3 separate regions of the Mus musculus genome follow, and all the other regions are linked to region 2. Evidence: chromatin contacts called from public promoter capture Hi-C data. All regions are on one chromosome and are shown on one strand. The core of a region is the stretch at or near the end of the contact, and the rest is flanking DNA. Distances in the headings are between cores, read along the strand shown.

Evidence for each region. Promoter capture Hi-C pulls out the DNA fragments that hold promoters and counts their contacts.
Region 1: a contact with region 2 is called in a promoter capture Hi-C map of cranial neural crest. The contact joins the enhancer-like site here to the promoter of Ube2l6 in region 2. A contact is called at or near these places in 2 of 39 promoter capture datasets (cranial neural crest and maxillary cranial neural crest), 1 of 484 Hi-C or Micro-C datasets (uterus), 3 of 115 datasets of contacts at active chromatin or transcription factors (bone marrow-derived macrophages, embryonic stem cells and microglia) and 2 of 9 other capture datasets (adipose tissue and liver).
Region 3: a promoter capture Hi-C map of pre-B cells shows a contact between it and region 2. The contact joins the promoter of Tnks1bp1 here to the promoter of Ube2l6 in region 2. A contact is called at or near these places in 2 of 39 promoter capture datasets (hematopoietic stem and progenitor cells and pre-B cells), 2 of 115 datasets of contacts at active chromatin or transcription factors (embryonic stem cells and memory CD8 T cells) and 2 of 9 other capture datasets (adipose tissue and liver).

Annotation. Positions count from the first base shown.
Region 1 is chr2:84,543,573-84,546,272 of GRCm38.p6, forward strand. No RefSeq gene overlaps it. Among named protein-coding and RNA genes, the nearest start is that of Gm13710, 38 kb to the left of the region's middle. Within about 2 kb of position 1,364, at least 26 of the 459 cell types and tissues checked have an H3K27ac peak or open chromatin away from gene starts, as enhancers often do.
Region 2 is chr2:84,797,499-84,800,574 of GRCm38.p6, forward strand. It overlaps Ube2l6 (ubiquitin-conjugating enzyme E2L 6), which reads left to right and starts at 1,330. Exons shown (of 4, transcript NM_019949.2): 1 at 1,330-1,434. The coding sequence starts at 1,408.
Region 3 is chr2:85,049,132-85,052,134 of GRCm38.p6, forward strand. It overlaps Tnks1bp1 (tankyrase 1 binding protein 1), which reads left to right and starts at 1,329. Exons shown (of 12, transcript NM_001081260.2): 1 at 1,329-1,429; 2 at 1,730-1,842; 3 at 2,794-3,003. The coding sequence starts at 1,749.

The DNA.
Region 1 (2,700 bases), core at 114-2,613, 250 kb before region 2:
CGTGGGAGAACTTGAGCTCATCCATATCTCTGTAATACAGAGAGCAGGGAGAGGAAAGAGAGACCTTAGGCCTTTCCCATCCTAAACTGACCTCCACCTTCATAAACGTCCTCTTCTGGCTTTCATAAGCACCCAACCCCTGTGGGGGGTGTGTGTGGGGGGGGGGGGGGAAGAGAGTGCTATTGAGGTCTTACATTACCACCCTTCTATCCAAACCAGGACCCTAGAAGCTATCCCCAGTAGATTTGCCCAAAACCCTACTTGATAAACAAGTCCTGACAAATCCATCTCCTACCTAACTCTTTTATCTCACCATGCTTCAGCTTCCTAAGAACAAAAGCATCCCATAGTTTACTTTATCATTCAGTTCAAATGCATTTTCACTGTCTTAGCAGCCTGGGAGCCAGGGGAAGCCATTCTCCTATCAACCAAAGGTTATTCCTGGGAACCCAGTATCCTCCAAGTTCCCACCATTCCGAGTTATGTACAGTCCCCTCAATCCTTGACTCTCATATATTAGTTTGCTAGAAAACTGTAATCCCAGCTCACAGAGTCACTGAAGAAAAGATCAATTCATTACCAACGCCATCTTTCTTCCTTCTAATGAGGTCTTGAAGGAGCACAACAAACTGTACCCTCTTCATAATGCAAATTCCTAACCAGTTCAAAGAGAAGGTTTAGAAGCAAGGCAGACAGGGATAACAACACTCCCTGCATCACCAATAATCCCTGGAAATGCAGACATGCCTGTGGGTAAGTGGCTTCAAAGCTGAACACCAGAGGGCAGTGAGACAACTCAGCAGGTAACGGTACCTGCTGCCAAGTCTGAAAACCTAAATTCAACCCCCAGTCCTCAGGACTCACGCTGTAGAAGGAAAGAATTGTCTCTTGTCCTTTGACGTTTGCACACACACACACACACACACACACACACACACACACACACACACACATAAACAAATGTAAAAAAGTTAAGTTGAGCCCCAGAAATAGACAGACTTAATAACTCAGTTTTAAGGTCCACATCACAGAGAAACAGAGTAGAACAGAGCCTATCGTTCTGGTGATTAAAGGATAGAGCAGAACTAAACAATCTTTCTCCAAGAGAAAAAGGACAGGAGTTTTCATAGACACTCTTCCCTGGGTATCCATCCATAGATACCCTTCCAGGGGGAGGGAAACGTCAAATGTAAAGAATCATTGCTTCTCGTGAGTCCCCACAGCCAGAATCCCCACAGGCTCTATTTCAAGAGGTCAGAGCTGTTTATAAGACCCAGAGTTTAGCACACTATTATTTCCAGCATGCCAGGAAGCTCTGAACAGGCTCGGCCTTGTTCTTTCTTTCTTCTCAGCCTCACTCAAACCATATGGAATCCCAAACATTTGACAGTCAGTATGCCATGGTCACCAGCTCATCACAGCAGAAGCCTAAACAGCCTAAACAAACGCTTGACCAATCTGAACAGACCTTGGCAGCTACAAGACCTAGCCCTCTCCTGGAATATCTGAAAACCTAGATGATAAGAACCCTGGGAGTTGAGGCATTGGGATAATGATACATTATTAAAATGCCGTGGATTTGAAAGCCTTGGAACAGAGGATCTGTCTTCTGGTTAGAATTTATCTCCAATGCTGCCTTGAAAATGAGGTTCCTCCCTGTGCCCCAAGGCACAAGACTGGCACATGCTATTGCCTCCTATATTGCTGGCTGAACAGGCCTTTAGTTGTCATGGTTTTCTCACACTGAGGCTTTTCATATTCGCTGAGCTGCCTATCCTCCCAGAGAGATATTTTTAAAAGACAAAGTCATAACTGGGCATCCTCATTCCCTATGACTACTTAATAAAGCACTACAAACTGCTGGCTTAAAACGAGAGAAAACTATTGTCTTACATCTCCGGGGGCTGAACACATGATGTAAAGATGCTGTCTGGCCCATGCCCACTCCTCAGCTTCCAACAGTGGGGCCTCCCTAAACTCCTCCAACTTCCCCAGCTCCCATCTCTGCGTCCATTTTTGTTTATCCTTCTTCCTAAGTCTGCATCTTCCTTCTGAATCTGTGTTTTCACATGGCAGTCTCCTCCCTAGATCTGTTTATATTCCTATAAAAAATATCAGCCATAATGGAATCGCCTCCATCATTGAGTGATGCCATTTCAGCTCCAGTCTGTCTACAAAGACCCTACTTGCAGACAAGCACTCTTTCCTAAGTGCCTTGAGAACTGTTGGGGAGCCGTGGTCCAGCCTACAGCAGTGAGGAGACTGCTCCGTTTTGCTGTCTCATCTTGCATTCTGACAGCATGAGGCATCAGGTTCCCTGGGTCCCTGGCCTCAGGAGCACTCATTGTTGGAATTTTTGCTTCTAAATGCAGTCTAAATTTGTCCTCTACTTCATTCTCCCTCTAGGTCAACAGGCAAGGCTTCCAAAACAGGCCATGCCTACAAGACCCAATAAGGTGACAGTTCCCCAGAGAATGGCTAATGTGGTTTTCCAATTTTTTTAAAGATTTATTTATTATTATACATAAGTACACTGTAGTTGACTTGAGACACACCAGAAGAGGGCGTCAGATCTCCTTATGGGTAGTTGTGAGCCACCATGTGGTTGCTGAGACTTGAACTCAGGACCTCTGGAAGAGCAGTTAGTGCTCTTAAGCACTGAGCCATCTCACCAACCCTAATATTTTCTTGTTGTTCCTA
Region 2 (3,076 bases), core at 80-2,579:
TGGGTTCAAATGCCCTTATCTCCAAACTATATTTAGGGATTGCTGATGGTGTCCTGCTTATTGCTGGCATTTAGAAGGTATCTGGTTAAAGTTATTGAACTGAAAAAAGAACCCAGAATCTTTTTTTCTTTTTCAAGATTTACTTTATTTACTATATGTAAGTACACTGTAGCTGTCTTCAGACACACCAGAAGAGGGCGTCAGATCTCATTTCAGATGGTTGTGAGCCACCATGTGGTTACTGGGATTTGAATTCAGTACCTCTGTAATAGCAGTCAATGCTCTTAACTGCTGAGCCATCTCTCCAGCCCCAGAATCATTTTTCAAGCACATCCTATATGTAAGCAGAGCAGATATTTGGTTCCTGGACAGGAAAATAAAAATCATGTGACCTACTGGGTCAAAATCTTGGGCTTCAAAATATGCTAATTTCTGGGCTGGAATGGGTGAGGCAGGTAGGTGGATTCCCTTCTAACTCTAGAACTTCTTCCAGAGGCTGGGGGCTGCTATTACACCTTGGCCTCGACTTGAGCTGGGATGAGGGGGGTCTTTACTCTTGCGCAGAGGGCTAGAGACTTCTTGGCTGTTCATTTGGACACACAGTAGTTCCATAGTTTGTAATCAGTTGGTGATAAAATATAATAGGCTCCTGAAATCTATCTCGAGGCTTCAGCCACCCATCGTTTTCCCAAATTGCCACACAGCAGACACTTTCTATGTGTTCAGTAGAGTAAAACACAGAACGCCCAAAATAAAAGCGAATGAGTCCAACAGCGTCCTCTAGTGGTGCTCGGGCACCAAGCAACCTAAAAGAAGCATCGCTGCGTTTCTGCCCATCTGCTGGACTGTACCACTCAGGGAGCGGTCCTCGGAGGACATAAAGTCTATACTGACCCCCCCCCCCCCACTCTCTTTTAGAACGGAGCACTGAACCCACAAAGGCAAAGTGACTTGGCCCAGGATTCTGAGACTTTCTTTAGAGGTGGTAGGTTCACAATTCCATTGCGGAGGTCGCAGAGAGCCCTGCCCCGGAGCTACTTTGCATCAAGAGTATCTCATCTGTGCTTTGGGCGAGTTTGCTCTCAGCGTCCGGGGAGCTGACAGAGGCTGGAGATGAATCCCATCCTGGCTTCTACGAGATGTACCCCGCAAGATGCAGGAACCAAGAGGAGCAGTGCGCTCCACCGACGTAGTCTCTGATCTGCAAGGAGCATGAGTTGCTGAGATACGAGATCGCCAAGCTGGGCACTCGACTGCAGCCTCCAGATATCCACCAAAGGGGTGGGGAGCAGGTCTTTGCAGCTAGAGTCGGTGTGGGTGGAGTGGAGCGTGGGCGGGGCTCGGGAGCTGCAGTTCAGAGAGCGGTGTCCTGCTGGAATCTGCTGGTGCCCCACGCTCCAACCCGAGATGATGGCCAGCAAGCGAGTGGCGAAAGTAAGCCTATGTAGGATGACCCTTTCCTTGTGCCCCTTCCCGCCCTGCCCTAACCTTTCCGCCCTGCCCTAACCCTCCCCTGCCCCCTTGCTCTCTGAGCTTTTTTTGTTATTTGGGTACCAGGGCTGGCTGAAACTCAGGTATCCTCACCTTTTCCCAATGGAGAAATGGGAGGAGAAAGGCGCGGTGTGTGTGTGTGTGTGTGTGTGTGTGTGTGTGTGCGCGCGCGCGCGCGCGAGAAGGAGGGAGAAAGAGAGGAGGAAGGGAGGGGGCCTGATTGAGAAGGTCTGGAAAAAAAAGTTGTCATCAGCTTCAAAAAAAGTTGTCATCAGCTGTACTGGCCACGAGAATGAACTGGTCTTTCCAAATGGTTTCCAATGTATTGGGCTTTCCAAACTGGTTTCATTTTCAATTTCTGCTGGAAATTTATTAGTGGAACTTATCTAAGGCACAGGAAGGGCTCTGTTGCTCCGCCTAGTGGATACACCCATAATTTGATACCTACATTACCCGAGGCCACAGAAGAGTGATGTTGGGCGGTGGGGTGGTGAATGGACAGACCGTGAAATAAAACGTACAGACTAGTTCCTGGATGAGAAGTAACAATTTATGCTCTGAGTAGGTTATTTGTATGCAGTCCTGCTCCAGCTACTAAACGCCTACTTTGTACTAGCCCAGTGCCAGGCAGCAGGAGCAGAAAAGGAACAGAAATCTTGTTCCGTTTGAACGTTCATTTCTATGAGACACTATTTGGTACTATCTGAAAGAATGAAAAAAGGGCAGTTTCCTTAGGAATGTCTAGACCGCTGAATGGAGCCAGGATTAGAGATCGTGGAGGAGAAATGCTCGTGAGCCAGGGCTGGTACCGCTAGGCTTTGAGTCTCCCCGAAGTGCTCCTCTAGTCTGCAGAATTGAGGGGAAGGCTTCCTCAGGAGACAGAAGGGATGGTTGCTGGCCTCATGTTTCTCTCTCTCTCTCTCTCTCTCTCTCTCTCTCTCTCTCTCTCTCTCTCTCTCTCCCTTTCTTTCTTTCTTTCTTTCTTTCTTTCTTTCTTTCTTTCTTTCTTTCTTTCTTTCTTTCTTTCTTTCCTTCTTTCTTTCCGAGACAGGGTTTCCCTGGCTGTCCTGGAACTCACTTTGTAGACCAGGCTGGCCTCGAACTCAGAAATCCGCCTGCCTCTGCCTCCCCAGTGCTGGGATTAAAGGCGTGTGCCACCCAGCTGGCCTCATCTTTCAAAAAGAAAATTCTTTTGAGATGGAGAAGTCCAGAGCAGACCCAAAACAGAACTAAACTTTGTTGGTTTTAGGCTGGTACTAAATGGGGCAAAGGGTAATTTGCTACCTCAACGCTAAAAGGTAGACTGGCTTTTGTTGCTCCGGAATTGTCAGCACCAGGCAGTTTGTTTTATTTAACTCTTAGAACAACTGTGAGATAACTGTGTCTTCCCATTTCATGGAAGAGGAAACTGAGACATCAGGGAGAGTAACGTGGCTGGCCAGTGATATTCTGCAGAAGTAATGGGGCTGGAATTTGAGCCCAGACTGATAAGAGTCTAACTCACAGGGCTTTTCCTGCCTGTTTGCCTTCACTTTCATTTCTCCTAAGTCAGGTGACTTACTAGCTGGCTTTGGGAGGAGCTGTG
Region 3 (3,003 bases), core at 79-2,578, 250 kb after region 2:
ACAAGCAAGCAATCTTGTATATATTTTTAATTTAATTTAATTTTTCTGTCATCTCTCCGCCTTCAAGCGTTATTCACCCACATACAAGGAAAACAGCCCCTGGTAGTTGGCTGATCAGCCTTTTGACATTGACGGAGTTACTGTCTGTACCCTCTTTAAATAAGCTGGGACAGGGTCAAGCGGATGGGGACATCTTTTGCAAAGGCTGGGCACCACAGGTCTCTTAGAATTGAGAACTGTCTTCTCAGAGCAGCTGGAGTGGGAGGGGAGCCTTGAGGTTGGAGAGGGTTGGGTTGCCCTCCAGGGCTCTGTGCATTCCATGTGTTTGGCATGTCTCCCTTGCTCTTGAACCAGAGGAGCAGTGTTCACTAGTCACCACCAGAGCCGGAGGGGGGGCTTGAGAGTGGGAGGGTGCTTCAGCAGCCAGGGTGGGAACTGAGGGGGTGGAAGGCCTGAAGAATTTGAGGTGGGGGGGACATGAAGGAATGGTCTAGAGACGCAGCCTACGGTAGGGGGAGAGGTAGGTAGAGGTGGTTACCAAGGATGCTAGTTAGCTCATGGGAGACACTGAATGGAGTCACATTAATAATGGCCAACTGTTACTTACCACTTCCAGGCTTGGTATTTTGCATGCATTGTTTGACTTGAAACTCATTTAATACTTTTTTTTTTTTTTAAGCAGTATGCCTTAGACTAGTCGCACAGCTCTGAAGTGACAGACCCATTTAGTTGTTAGATCTTACAATATCAGCTCCAGAGGCTCCTGGCACAGGCTACTACCATGTGGCTATCATCTGGTTTAGTTTCTTCTGACCCCTCAAAACTCCTTTAGGGTGCACACCCATTCCTATGTCACAGGCTTTTGCAGGTCCCTCCCTGACTGTCCTGGAAGGGGCAACCCCAGGGAGTTTTCCTCTCAGTTACACCCCCCACCCCACAAGCAATCAAGCCCAGTCTGTCCTCCCTGCCCATCCTGGGCCGGCTCCTCCTTCCCCTTGGCTAGGCCCTGGAAATCCAGTGGGAGGCCATTGCTATGGTAACAGGACTAGGCCCTGGCTTTACCTCATCAAATTCCAAGCTGAAGCCAAAACGATTGAGAAATTAAAGGGAAAAAAATGTATTCCAGATGCTTACTTTTTATTTCTTATGTCCCTGTGTTTGGATGAGACAGCTCTTGAGTGCTGGAGGGGGGCAGGGATGTGAAAGGAGAATGGGGGGGGGGTAGGGAGCCACTCCCAGCCGTGGAGGGAGGGAGGAGAATGGGAAGAGGGGGGCCGGCTGTGGGGCGGAGCCCCAGGTTGGGGAGGAGCGGGTTTTTCCCGTCCCATGAGGTGATTCCAGAGACTTGAGAGTTTCTGGCCTTCTTGCTCCGCTCAGAGTGGACACCTCTAGTGGGGCTCCCTGACCCGAGAGGGTTGCCTCAGGAGCTGTAAGTAGGGTATCACAGGACGGATCCTGGGGGTGGTGTGGGTGGAGGTGGCTCCCTCCTGTGCTGGATCACTGAGGTTCAGAGCCAAGGGTTGGAGAGTCGTGTCAAGAGTTGAGGATGTGGCTGTGGGAACCTTCCCGGCCTCCCCCTGGAGTTCGCTCTTCCTGTCCCACACTGCCTGGGTTAGAAATAGACTTCCTTGGCTAAGCCTGTTGCCTTTCTCAGCTTTCCCTTCTCCACCTCTCCCTTCCCTGGGTCTTCAGTCACTTCGGCCGGCTCACACTGCTTCCTATTTCTCAGGCAGGGTGTGCCCTATGTGATGAAAGGATCCACTCTCAGGGAAGGCACAGCCATGGCTTCCCCACTGCCCCAGGATATGGAGGAGGAGCTGGCGCCTGTTGGCTCCGAGCCAGGTACCAATGGGTGCTGGGTGCAGGGTGGGGCCGTTGGCTGGGAGGAGGGCCGGGGGTGGGGTGGAGGCTGCACCCCTCTTCCGTCCCGGCAGGTAGCTGGAGTGACAGTGGAGGTGAGAGGCAGTGAGTCTGAAATGAGTGCTCACGGGCCTTGGCATCTGGTGGGAGTGAGGTAGAGCCCCAGCCGGTATGGAAGCAGAGCCTTTGAGACAACTCCAGGGAGCCTTGGAGGAGGAGACACTGAGGCACAGAAGGAGAATGGAGTGCCCTTCTTTCTCCCTGTCTAGACTTTTTAAATGCTTAGCTGAATGAGTGGGTGATACAAGATTCTATTATAGAAGGTTGTGGCCGTGAGTAATTCCCAAGGTCTTTTATTTGGCATTACAATGCCTTATATAGAAGGTGGATTTCTGCCCTTGTTTTTTTTTTTTTTTTTTCCTTCTTCCTTCCTGTGGCAGATTTACTTCTGTTTGACATAGGTCAATAGAAAGCTTGCATTCCTGATAATGAACTGGATGACTGAGGTGGCAAGAGGAAGAGGTGCAGCAGGGTGTACAAGGGGAGCTCAGCTAGGGTCAAAACTTCACTATGGAAATGTGGTGTAAAGAAATAGGGCTCCATCGGGTTCCCAGGCTGACAGTATGGTGAGGCCAGGCAAGTGGGTATGCTTATCTGCTCCATTCATTCATTCGATAGGAACCTGTGTTAGGAGCAAAATAGGATGCTAGAGGGATAAGGGGTCAAAGCCCACGTTGTAGGAGTTTGGAGAAGGTAGGCTATATAATGGGATGTGAAAAACCAAGGAAGCCTTCCTGGAACAGGCGGTACTGACTTGCACCTAGAACGATGGGTTCCAAGGTTGGAGTGTGGAAGATTCGGTGCAGCAGGAGTCACAAGAATTTATGTCTCATGGTTCTTCTGACAGTTCCTAATGAATCCTTCCTTCCGAAGGTGACCCACGAGCCAAGCCCCCTGTCAAGCCCAAACCCCGGGGCTTGCCCAGCAAGCCAGCTCTGCCTGCCAAACCCAGCCTCCTGGTGCCTGTTGGGCCTCGCCCTCCTCGGGGTCCCCTGGCTGAGCTGCCTTCTGCCCGGAAGATGAACATGCTGGCAGGACCTCAGCCCTATGGGGTCAGCAAGCGTCCCCTCCCGTTTGCACCAA